3 separate regions of the Mus musculus genome follow, and regions 2 and 3 are each linked to region 1. A link is a contact called in public HiChIP or PLAC-seq data. All regions are on one chromosome and are shown on one strand. The core of a region is the stretch at or near the end of the contact, and the rest is flanking DNA. Distances in the headings are between cores, read along the strand shown. Region 1 has its middle 96 kb from the start of Gm38767. Region 2 has its middle 23 kb from the start of Gpr85. Region 3 holds the start of Gpr85 (G protein-coupled receptor 85).

Evidence for each region. HiChIP or PLAC-seq counts read pairs in DNA pulled down with a chosen protein or histone mark.
Region 2: an HNF4G HiChIP or PLAC-seq map of pancreatic cancer cells shows a contact between it and region 1. The contact joins two enhancer-like sites. A contact is called at or near these places in 5 of 39 promoter capture datasets (the 3T3-L1 cell line, the C10 cell line, embryonic stem cells and 2 more), 1 of 484 Hi-C or Micro-C datasets (the HPC-7 cell line) and 1 of 115 datasets of contacts at active chromatin or transcription factors (pancreatic cancer cells).
Region 3: a contact with region 1 is called in a FOXA1 HiChIP or PLAC-seq map of pancreatic cancer cells. The contact joins the promoter of Gpr85 here to the enhancer-like site in region 1. A contact is called at or near these places in 3 of 39 promoter capture datasets (the 3T3-L1 cell line, the C10 cell line and cranial neural crest), 2 of 484 Hi-C or Micro-C datasets (the HPC-7 cell line and cortical neurons), 4 of 115 datasets of contacts at active chromatin or transcription factors (bone marrow-derived macrophages, embryonic forebrain, neural progenitor cells and 1 more) and 1 of 9 other capture datasets (adipose tissue).

Annotation. Positions count from the first base shown.
Region 1 is chr6:14,112,336-14,116,297 of GRCm38.p6, forward strand. It overlaps the pseudogene Gm23760. Among named protein-coding and RNA genes, the nearest start is that of Gm38767, 96 kb to the left of the region's middle. Within about 2 kb of position 2,281, at least 9 of the 459 cell types and tissues checked have an H3K27ac peak or open chromatin away from gene starts, as enhancers often do. A contact at or near this core is called in pancreatic cancer cells, where this site is marked.
Region 2 is chr6:13,814,881-13,818,842 of GRCm38.p6, forward strand. No RefSeq gene overlaps it. Among named protein-coding and RNA genes, the nearest start is that of Gpr85, 23 kb to the right of the region's middle. Within about 2 kb of position 2,336, at least 13 of the 459 cell types and tissues checked have an H3K27ac peak or open chromatin away from gene starts, as enhancers often do. A contact at or near this core is called in pancreatic cancer cells, where this site is marked.
Region 3 is chr6:13,838,040-13,842,001 of GRCm38.p6, forward strand. It overlaps Gpr85 (G protein-coupled receptor 85), which reads right to left and starts at 1,903. Exons shown (of 3, transcript NM_001330667.1): 1 at 1,603-1,903; 2 at 521-1,140.

The sequences.
Region 1 (3,962 bases), core at 1,031-3,530:
GGGATTCTTTATTTGGCTCAAGTAGATTCATCACGGCAGAGAAGGCATGGAGACAGTACAGTGAGGCAACTGTTCATGTTAAATACACAGCCAGGAAGAAGAAAGATGGAGGATGGTGCCTGTTTTTATGTTTTGTTTTGTCTTGTTTTTCACTTATTGCTTTTTCCTGGACCTCAGGTCATGAAAAGGTCTACCCATGTTCTAGCTGTGTCTTTTCTGCTCTGTTAAACCTGGTTGGAAACATGTTCAGAGACATAGAGAATTTTGTTCCTTAGATTTTATCAAGTTGACATAAAAATTAACCATCCCAAGTTCACTCTTGTCAACTATCACCCAAACCAATCACTGTTCAATGGTAATTGTCCACTTAGAGTCTCCAAATACTCATTTGTGTTCATCTCATATTGCAAAAATGCACTTAGTTAATGTCTAAAAGCCCTCTAAATCTTAGTTTGAACTGTTCAAAAGGATGTACAGATTTTCTTCTGAGAACTCAAGCAAAACCAAAGCAAATTAGTTACATACTTATAATATGTCATTGTACAAAGTGTGTATCACCATGTTAAATGGGAGGAATGAGGACATACCAAGAAAAGAATGGGGCAAAGCAAGACCAGGATCTGTGAGAGCAAGCACTAAGCCTGAAACCTCTGACCCTTATCAGGGGCTTTTGATGAGGTTTGTCTTTAACAGTTTTAATCCTTCTACTACACTTCTTTGACCATTGATGTATGTAACTTGTCTCTAAGGACAAGTTCTTTTCTCACTGAATATACCATAGTCCTGGCTTCTCCAACATACTGTAGTTGCTTTGACTTCACCTTTGTAGTTTCATGCATTGACCTGTCAGGGTCCTCCTGAAGAAAATATGATCTTTTCACATACTGCCTGACCTCAGCAGCTCTCTGGAAAGTCGGGTAAAGCTTCTATGACCTTCCTCCACATTGTTGAATTTTACTTGTTAAACCAACTTTCCTGCCCCGAAGAGCATTGCAAGTTTGATTGTTGTGTTACATATGCGTCAGAGGGGAGAGAGGTTATATCTACACTCAGTATTATAGCCTACACACATCTCAATGATTAATAATCTAACAAAAGCATGAGACCACCACCACCCAGGTGCCAGAGGGCCTGGACAGGGAGTTAGTCTGAGACAAACACCACTTCCGTGCCAGGTATGCAACCAAGCTGGGGATGTGAATAGAGAAGAACCCCACTTAGAACTACAGGCTCCAGGTGGGAGTAAGCCCAAGAGAGATGATCGCTTTTGTTGGCTGACAGAGGAGAGAGCCTGAAATGATCACCATGAGGCCCAGAGAGGGGGCTAGCTTGAGATGGTGCCTCCCAGGCTTGGAGATGGGCAAACCAGGCTTGAGATATTCCCTGCCTGGCACTACCATGCATGAGTAGAACATAGCAATCCTGAGATCACTTCTTAAATGACTTCAGACACTCAGAGACCCTGCGTATTGCTAAGAGGATCAAGTAAGGAGTAGAGAAATGGAAGAGAATGAGAAACTTAAGGATGTGGTAATAGCAAAGAGAAGCAGAACTGGAGATTCAAGGGTAGTGAAGAACAACCTGGGACCATGGTGGCACTGCAGCAGAAGGGGTCTGTTACCACCAAAGGCCAAATAGATGTCCCTGGTTTGGGCTGCCAGTGGGACATGTTGATATCTGAAGGGTATGAAGAACTGGCACCACCCCTCTCCTGGGCATCTTGGGAAGGCTTTCCCCAGAGACACGAGAGGAGAGTTGACCCTGTCTATAGCCAGCCGTAGTACTCAGGAGAGCAGACCTTGCATTTTGGGAGTTACAGGTTATCTGCCTGGAGGATGTGAATGTCAGAGACCTGGCCCTACCACTCATTTCCCTGTGGTGGCATGGATGAAAGATATCTCTTACCCACTTTTCCTTCACAACCTTCGGGAGGCTGGAGACTTTGGCCCTGGGGCCTTGAGAGCAGGAGAGCTGTCTCTGAGCTTAATCAGCTACAGCACTCAGAAAAGCCGGCCTAGCATCTCAATTGGGTAGCACAGTAGAGCTGGCTTTAGATGTAGGTGTTGGGAGTGAGTGTGGGAGAGCTGGCCCTGCGGCTTGGCTGGTGTGAGGCAGTGTCCTTGACTCTTGCCCCTTGCCACCTAGGGCAGGAGGGAGAGCTAGTACAAGGGTCATGAGATTAGGAGAGCAAATCCAGTTTCCAACCTGCTGCAGCACTTGGGAGAGCTGGCCCTGCATCTTGCCTAGGGCCAAGAGCTGAGCTGGCCCTGGATTTGGTGTTTGAAGGTAAAACAAGCCCCATGACATCACAAGATCATGGGAGCTGGTTGGCTGACCATGTCTGATGCCTCTCAGTTACAGATCCAAGGCTTTCAATCAGTCCACCCCAATGTCTACCATGTCAGTGAACTGCTGGAGTACATGAAGGAGGATGATTCTACAAGTCCAGAACTAACATATCTCCATGACACAGGGCAATAACTGAGGAGTCCAAGTGAGGTTCCAGTATTGACAGTGTAGCTGAGTCACAGATATCCTTTCAGGCTATGAGTAATTGCAACAAATATTTGCAAGCAAAGAAGTGGGACACATTGTGACACTACAGCTTCCACAAGATTTTCTTTCCTCTGCTGAGGGGGAAGTTGCAAGGATGGAGAGCAGGCATAAGGAAGGTGGAGATGTGTTAGATTAGGCTGTATGGTGTGAAGTTTGCAAAGAACCAATAAAATGTTTGAAAATCTTAAAACAACAACAACAAAAACACCAATACTCTGATACTACAAGATCAAGGTGTTGTCTGCCTGGTCTCTTCCCCAGGGAAGAGTGTGATATGTATCTTGGTGGCTGAACTGTGGAAAACACCTGTTAAGCAGTTGCTTTTCAGCAGAGAACCCCTTCAGTAGCATTCTCAGTTCAGTCACTTCTTTCAAAAGAATTTACATTTTTACAGGATAAAATTTACTTTTCTTCAGATTTTATGTTAGCCTTTATCGAACAATTTTGGACTCTTGTGTGGGTGTGCACTCATGCACATGTACACACACACACACACACACACACACACACACACAAGCTGGAACCACTTGATGCATGAATCTTAACCTCATAACACCTTCTCTAAAATCTCAGAGTGAAGTGAGAACTTTCTTCTTCCTAGTAAGAACCCCTTTAATGATTACAAATGCTTCCTTAACATCTATCTTGAATGCAATTTTAAATTAATTAATATTTTCCCTTGTTAAACTGCACATATATGTATATACATATATACGTTTTTTTTTCTCTATAGATATAAGATGTAAACAATAATCATACCAGAGCCTCAATGCTGTACTGCTTCCCTCTACAAAACAGTATCTTTCAATTCAGCTTCATTCAGGATTTTAGAACATGAGGAGAAAGCAGTGAGATTTTGTTCTCGGCCTTTACCACAGAGTCTAGTAAAGCTTTTGCTGTCCTGTGACACTTCACGAACAGACCTGTAACTCTCTTGACTTCTCTCAGCATTCTGGGCTTTCCTCCAATATCATCCTATGAACCCTTCCTATAATCATCTAGACTTTTCTGTCCTGTAAGGCAGACTCTTCCACATTCTTCTCATGCCCACCCTTAAAGACCTGCAGCTCACATGCCCAGTTTTATCACAGCAAGGGACACAGACACAATATTATGTTTTTATGTTAATTACTTCTCTCGTTGCTGAGTTGAAATACCTAACATAACAACGAAGGAAGGGAAGACTTGGCTCACTGTTTGCAAATGTAACACATCATGATGGAAAAAATTACAGGATATGCTGACTGGTCACATGATGTCCACAGTCAGGAAGATAAGAGGGATGACTGCTGTCTTTACACTTTCTCTCTCTCTCTCTCTCTCTCTCTCTCTCTCTCTCTCTCTCTCTCTCTCTTGTTCATTCCAGGACCCCACGTCATGGAATAATGGCATCTGCATTCAGAGTA
Region 2 (3,962 bases), core at 1,086-3,585, 300 kb before region 1:
CATTATAAGATCCTCTATTAGTATTTCCAGGTAGAACCCCGCCTCCTTTGGCAGTTAGTATATCAGAAATGAAAAAATATTTTCAGCCTAAATTAAATCTTCTAATTAACAGTCATTATTATTTTTAATATAATCTGATTGCATTACAAACACTGAAGAAAACAATTAAATCCTGCTGAGAAAGCTCATCACAATCACAACACATTAATCTCTTCCATATTTTCCTGTAGTCAAAAAAAAAACATTTTTGTAATCTGTCCCCTAGTTGTGTGGCTTATGGCTATGTCCATTTTAAGCGAAAAGAAAGTCTGTCATTTAATAGAGCAGTGCAAGCCCTCCCTCACGATAACATAGACCAAGGTAGTGGATTTAAGGTGAACAGAAAAGAAGGCACCTGCAGGTATGAAAGTTTAGCTTGGTTTATAGCTAGAAGTTTTGCTGAACAAACTAAGTCATGTTATGTTTTTCGTCTTTAATGTCCCTCTGTGCCTCCTGTGTTTAAGGGTTGGTCCCTAATTTAGGAATGTTAATAGATGAAGCATAGAAGAAGTTATCAGATCATGAGGTCTCCAGTCACAGTGCTTCATTATTGGGAGAGTTAGAAATTAAGTAGTAAAAAAATAAAATAAAATAAAATAAATGCAGGAAGAAAAATGTTTTGCCTGATATCACACATGATCTAAGAACTGAAGCTGAATTTTGAACCTATGTCATCCTGTCTGCAGGAAATGGGTCTCTGAGGTATGCCTTTGGGAAATGTAATCTGCCACATGCATCCTCTGTCCCCTCTTCTTCCAGGCGGCAGCAAGGCGCACAGATTTTCACTGCCGTGGACTCCTTGATATGATGGTTTGCCTGACGACACCCCAGAAAACAGAGCAAGCAGCATGGAAGCCAGTCTCTGAAGTTGTGAGTCATGAAAATTATTTCTTCTTCAAGATGGTTAGCTCAGGGATTTTTTCATACCTGGGGAAAGTTGATTGACATGAGTAGTCAAGATGATTTTGTGTTGCATTTTCCACCTTCCTTCTCTCTCTCGCTATCTAATTATTTGTATCAGGAGTCCCTCATTTTCAGTTTGCTATTTAACTTGCTTTGTTATCCGTTATGCAATGCTGGAACCACATCAATCTCTGGACAGGTTAAGTCCAGTTGGCCTACACCTGCCCTTCCTTTCAGTCTTTCTATCCATCATCCCAGTACAATGAGGTTCTGATAAGATCAGTCATGGCCAGAAAGGGACATAAAAAAAGACTTAATCTCTTCTCTGGCACAGTATATGGGGGGCTGTGTCAACTTACATCTTTTGGTCATATCTCTCTATTTCTGGACCTCTCTTCTGATGAAGATAAGCTTTACAAAGCAGGATCAGCAACAGAGGGTAAGAATTTTTGGAAATAGGAACATTTAGGTTTAAAACCCAGCCTTAATTCTTATTTTCTATTTGACACTAGACAAAATACTTTTTCTTTCTAAAGATTCTCTTTCTGAGTGTCAGAAGGAGGCCTAGGCAGATCACTCATGCAAAGACTCTGACAGAGAGCCAGCTGTAGTACACAATGTAGATTATATTGGGAGGCTGAGGTGTAGAGGAGCAAGAGCTTGGTCTTTCAAGGCAGGAAGACAGATGTTCGGCTCTGGTAGGAGTCACCACTGGCAAGCCATTTTCCTTCAGAGATTTAATTTTCTCATCTGTAATAACACCTATTTTCTCAGAGGACTTAGTAAAAATAATAGGTCAGCTGTCACTCAAGGTCATAATCTAGAAGAATCAGTGAGCAAGTCCACATTCCATTCCATTCCTCCTTCTGTTTCTTCAGTGGTGTGTTTGCTTTCCTCCAGGAGACTTTGCTCATGTCTCATAAACCTCCCAGGAACTGAGTGCACTATCCAGGCAACTGGAAGGAATCTACACTCATTCATTCACCCACTTACTTATTCATGCATGCCACAAATATCTATTAATAGCCATGTGTATCCTTACTTTGACCTCAGTGTGCTGGACTTCTTCTCAGAATGGACAGGCAGGGATGTTTGCAGAATGCTGCTCAACAACTTCCACTGACCTTTGTCCTGCTGTGGTTACTGGCTTGTCTTTCTTAGTTATACATAATTTATTCTAACTTCAACCCAGAACAGTTTGTTTTTAATCCTAACAGTCCCCTAAAGTTATATTTCCTTTGTTTCAGATATAGATTCTTGTGCTGTTCAACATAAAAAATTAACTACTTTGAGAAACTATTCTGAAAAGATATGAAAAAGTTAGAGGATATTATTCATACTTCCCGTATCTTACAAGGACTTATTAGGTACTGGGCATTGCAGTAGGCTTCATGCATGTCATTAGTGAATCAGTATAAGCAAGCTATGTCTGCGTAAATCTTAATGTCTAGAATGGAGGAGAGTAAAATAGACAATTAAAATGTTATATGGTGATAATGTCTTTGGCAGAGGAAAAATACAGGTGGTGTACTTGATCCACAACTGATCAATTCAAGAACAATGTCTTAACTAAGAGAGAGGCCTAGATGAAAAAATGAGTCTTCCAGTTCAAAGGGCGTGCAAACAGTGGCAAGAGAGGGAATCATGGGATCATGGCAGCAGACAGCATTGTGTGTAGTTGGAGAGGAAACATCTAGTGATAAGAGACCAGGTGTTAGGGTACATAGAGCCCTGGTTACAAGTGGCTTTGTAAGCTACAACAGGGAAGCAACTTTATCCAAAGACTATTAGGTAGACACTAAAGGGTTTCAAAAAGAGCAGAGACATTGTCAAGTTTGTTTTTATAAGGCTGGTTTGGGCAGGAGTCAATACAATGATGTGGAAGGAGGGCAGTACTGGACACAGTCCATCCAGTTAGGAGTTTGCATTCATTCGGGCAATGAGATAACTCTAGCCAGAAACATGGAGGGAACAGGCAATGTTCTGCATGGATCACTTTATGAATTTGTGCAATAAATATATACTGATGCTGGGCCAGGCATTGTCTAGGTGTTGGAGTTTAAATTATAATCAGAAAAGGACCGTTTTAGGTCCTAGTGGGCTATTCTGAATGTTTGGTGGTAATGCTCAGAATGTACATGGGTGACTCGGGACAGGAGTTTGATGAGAACATGGAGAGTTCAACTGAAAGGCAAGTGAAACATGTGAAGGGCAAATTTAGGGAAGAATCCTTTATTCAACATTTATTGTGTGCCACGAACTCTTCACAATGTGAAAGAAGGAGCAACAGAAAACAGGAAAAGTGCTTGAGTCACAGTGCTTTCTCCCACCCATTGGAAAGTGTCCTTCCTCATCTTGACCCCCAGCTGGGAGTAGGAAGTGAGGATCAGAGATGGTAGCAGAAAGATGTAATGGAGCAGTATCCAGACAACTTGGGAATATAAGCCAACTTGGGAAGAACTGATGAACTCAGATATATAAAGGTAGGATATGTTAACTTGAAAGATATCAAGCAAGACTTCCTCAGTGAATAGTGCATTAACCATACTCCTGTACTCTGAATGGAGATTGCCTAGGTTCAAAGACTGGAACATTAATCAAGCCTGGAAAGAGGAGACACTGTCAGTCAGTGTCCAGACTCGGTGCGACCATCTGGAGCTAGGGAAGTGCAGGGAGCATCGAAGTAGTCTGTGAGCCTAGACTGCGTGGGCTAGCCGGCCGCTTAGGAACTGTCTAGGATGAAGATTCTAAGGGAACATCTGAAGTTGGTGAGTTGTTGGAACAGTCTGTAGTTGATTTAATATTTGCTGGGACAGATAGGCTAGGGACAGTAGGTAAAGGTAAGGAGATCAGGGGGAAGCATTTATCTTGGGTCTACATTTGAAATTTAAGACCCATGATGTTGGTATTTGGAGAGGTGAATCTCAAGATCAGGGAAAGGCAGGGAGAAACCCAGAAAGGGGGTGGGGGGAATCCTAGCACCAGGAATAGACAGGTAGGAAAATTTAGACTGTTGGTTA
Region 3 (3,962 bases), core at 653-3,152, 270 kb before region 1:
TGGTGTTAATTTCCCAACCGGTACATCCCCGGGTAAATACCGATCGCATCATGCAACATTACGAAACCTGAAATCCACCACCCCTGGATTTATAACAGAGATGGGGGAGGGGGAAGGGAGGGGGAAGAAGGGAGGGAGGGAAAGAGGGAGGGAGGAAGGGAAGGAGAGAGAGAGAGAGAGAGAGAGAGAGAGAGAGAGAGAGAGAGAGAGAGAGAGAGAGAGAGATATGCATTACATACTCGAAGATGGGAAGAGATTGCTTCTGTGCTGCAAGGGAAGGGTTCTCCGTGATTCGCAGTCTCATATTCCTCAGCTTTGCAAAGGTTTCCAGAAACCGAATTCTCAATAAGCGTTAGAAGATGCATTGTCTGAATGTACTTCCATTATGCAGTTTATTGTCAAAAAAAAAAAAAAAAAAAAAAAAAAACCCTCAGGGAGGGCTGTATCCTGATGAACCTGCAGTTTCATCAGCACGGTGCAACCCCCTCCCCCAAACTTAACCGAGAGTATATCCTCCTACCTGTTGGTGTTGGATATCCCGACAGACTATAGCTTCTTCTTTCTATAAATTGCTGATTTTTTTTTCCTGAGTGCCTTGACTGAGCATCCAGGCAGGGCTCGGCGGCGCCTGCGCGTTGGAGCCTCCTTCAGCTCCAGCCGCGTCCTCCCCTGTCGCAGCGGCACCGTCTCCCCCAGTAACGCAGGGGCCGCGGCGGCGGCGGCGCGGTGGCGAGGGCGGCGGCGAGGCTTGCTCCGGCCTCCGCCGAGCCAGCAGGAACCCCTGCCTGTCTCCGGAGCAGGCTGGCTTTGCTTCAAAGTCCTGTCCAGTTCAGCCGGCCCCAAATCAGGCTTTTGTTCCCTCGAGGCAGCTTCGGAACTTTTCCCTCCCCGCATGCATTGGCAGTGGGGGGCTCGGGAAGGCTCTTCCCGGACCTCAGGCCCATCCTCTTCCCCTAGGGCAGCGCACGAAGCCACCGTGCCGCGGACGGCCGCCTCCGCCCCAGCTGCCCCGAACCCTCGCCTTCCCCAAACATCGTCTTCCTTTCTCTGTCAGGGTGGTCCTGCTAAGCATTGGATGCGCCTTGTAGAATTCTTCTCAAATGATTTTTCCCCCTGCTGATCTTTGATTTGGCACGCTAGCTGGGGAGAGAAAAAGAAAGAATGAAAATTAAAAAAAAAAAAAAAAAAAAAAAAAAAAGGAAAGAAAAAAAATTAAGCACAGTCAAAAATCTTGCCAGTGGGGGAAGAAGGGAAGCGGGTTGGGGCAGCCTTGTCTTTGTCAGTGGTCATCTGTTCTTGAAGGCACGCAGATCTGCGTTTAAGGAAGGAGAGGCTAAGTTCAGGCGACAAGTGCAAAACCGATCTACACTCATTCTACCTTCTCGAACGTGACTAATGGATCAGGAGTACAAAGATTTTACATGGCTGTTCCTCGCATCCCACCCCAAGCAACAAGACTCTCCTTTCTCTTCCAAGCTGGGATGACCAATAGGTTGCTGATGTCAAAGCGGTGGAGTGTATGAGTTTCCCCTTTCCCTTTTTTTGTTATTAGACATTTAAAAAATAATAATACCAGGAATATGATGAATACCGGAAACTTACACCAGTCCACAAACACCACATAGTCTGACACCTGGTGATTAGGAACGCCCCAAGAATCATCCACGTCTCGATTCTCCCATTTCCAAAGAGTTTTTGCGAGGGTGGGGTAAGATTTTAAACAACTACCCACTCTTCACCCCTTAAAAGCTAGCAGGCACGCTTTCATTAATTCCCAAGGTGAAACGTCTGCTTGTCTTCCTGCAAGCTTATTGCTTTATAATAATCTGTTAATGAAATAGAAAAAAATATCTCTCTACAGTAATAATTCGATCTCGAGACAGCAGTAAAATACCTCATCGCTGGGTGGTGAGATTGTGACATTCAGGGGAAGTCAAGCCAATCAGCATACAGATAATATAGGTTAATTTACATATTGTATTTCTATTGGATACATAGAGGTAAAATGTTTAAAGCTTAAAAATGAATACTTCACTGTCATGATGTCACAGTCGTTACACAAAGACCAACGTTAGTAATACTGAAATAATGTTGAATTGCCCTGATTTGATTGGAGATTTTTTTTAGCCAATTAAAAAAATAATGATTAGCTGTGGGGTGTGTGTATGTGTGTGTGTGTGTGTGTGTGTGTGTGTGTGTGTGTGTCTGTTCTTTTGGTTATCCATAAAACATTTGCTTAGGCATCTTAGGAGAGTCAATCCTACAACAATACTGGAAGTAACTTGAAAATATTTCCACCCAAGGGAGACACCCTGGTTTTTGTGAAACACGACTCAGAAGAACTCAAAACCATATGATGGGTACAACTTTTAAGTAAAATCTCAAATTTGTTTTTTATGAAACTACAGATTAATTTTCTACTTAAATTTTCTACTTCTCAATGCGTTTTGCAAAGAATGGTTGTTTGCTGAACTTTTAAGATTAAAAAAAAACTATATAGAAAAAGCGATTCAAGTAAGTTAACTTAAATATCCACCATTGACAAGTTGTTAGGTTTTTCAGGTTAAGAAAACATTTAAAAGTAAATGTAAAGGTGAAAATAGATTGCCAGACCACAAGGAATAATTCATTTTGGCAAAAAGCATAGGGCTAACTAATCTTATACTTTTTTTTTTTAATCTTTTTTTCTTTTCTTTTTTTGAGACAAGGTTTCTCTGTGTAGCCCTGGCTGTCCTGGAACTCACTTTGTAGACCAGGCTGGCCTCAAACTCAGAAATCTGCCTGCCTCTGCCTCCCGAGTGCTGGGATTAAAGGCGTGCGCCACCACGCCCGGCTAACTGATCTTATACTTTAAGAAGCATATATTGGGGCTGATGAGATGCCTCAGGGAGTAAGAGCACTGACTGCTCTTCCGAATGTCCGAATCCCAGCAAGCAGAGTTGAGCGGGGCTAACCGGAGCGAGCAGAGGATTTATAAATTCAATTCCCAACTCACACACACAAAATAAAAATAATAAAATAAAAATCTTAAAAAAGAAGCATTTATTGATTCCTTAAAGATAATAGAAAGTGATATGTATATGAAGAAGCCTTTTATACCAACTTCCAGGTATACTAGAGCAATTTTTCCTTTATAATTGAGTACAGTTACACTTATTTCAGGTCCCCCTCCCCCCAGTTATTAGATAAAAATGCCAATTTTTTTATTTTTTTTGGCTTGCAAGGTGCTCAAAAACTAGTGAAATAATTTTTAATTTAGTTCATTAATGCTACAGGAGAAAAAGCCAGATTTTGCATCTTTCAACAACAGGGGTTTTAAAGATATATTTAGTGGATGGACAAGGTTTCATATTAACAAGAAGTTCTCAAAAAAGTGTATCGATTACTGAAGATTTGTTCTCATATTGTAGGGTTACTGATCTCAGCTAATTTCTTTTTTGATTCCTTGTATCACCAAACATAGAAAAAAAATTTTTTTTTGAGTTAAGGTACAAAGCAAATGCAACAAAGTACTTTATACCTTAATCTTTGGGCTGAAAAATTTTTTGAAGTTATCCAACTAATTTGTGATTAGGATGACTGAGGTAATTTGATCAGTTTGGTCTTCATAATCAATAGACATAATTTTATTTTAAAAAGTAACTACCTTCTTTTAGAGTTAACCTATTTCAGATTTTTGTCCAATGATGCTCAGCTTCATTACAGGCAAAATGGTTTTATTCTGTGGATTTTTCATGTGCAGACCTATCAGCATTTGAATTCATAGACCAGTAAAATATTCTAAAATCATATCTAGTTGTTCATTTAAAATATCAGTTTTTCTGCTTATAGCTTTATAGTCATTAAGGCTTTAAAAAACATGTAAATTTGGAGTTCTGTACTAGTGATTTCTGAAAGCTTTATTGATAGAAGTTTTCCACTGGGCCCTTTTGCATAGAAATATTTTCTGATAGACTATTGAG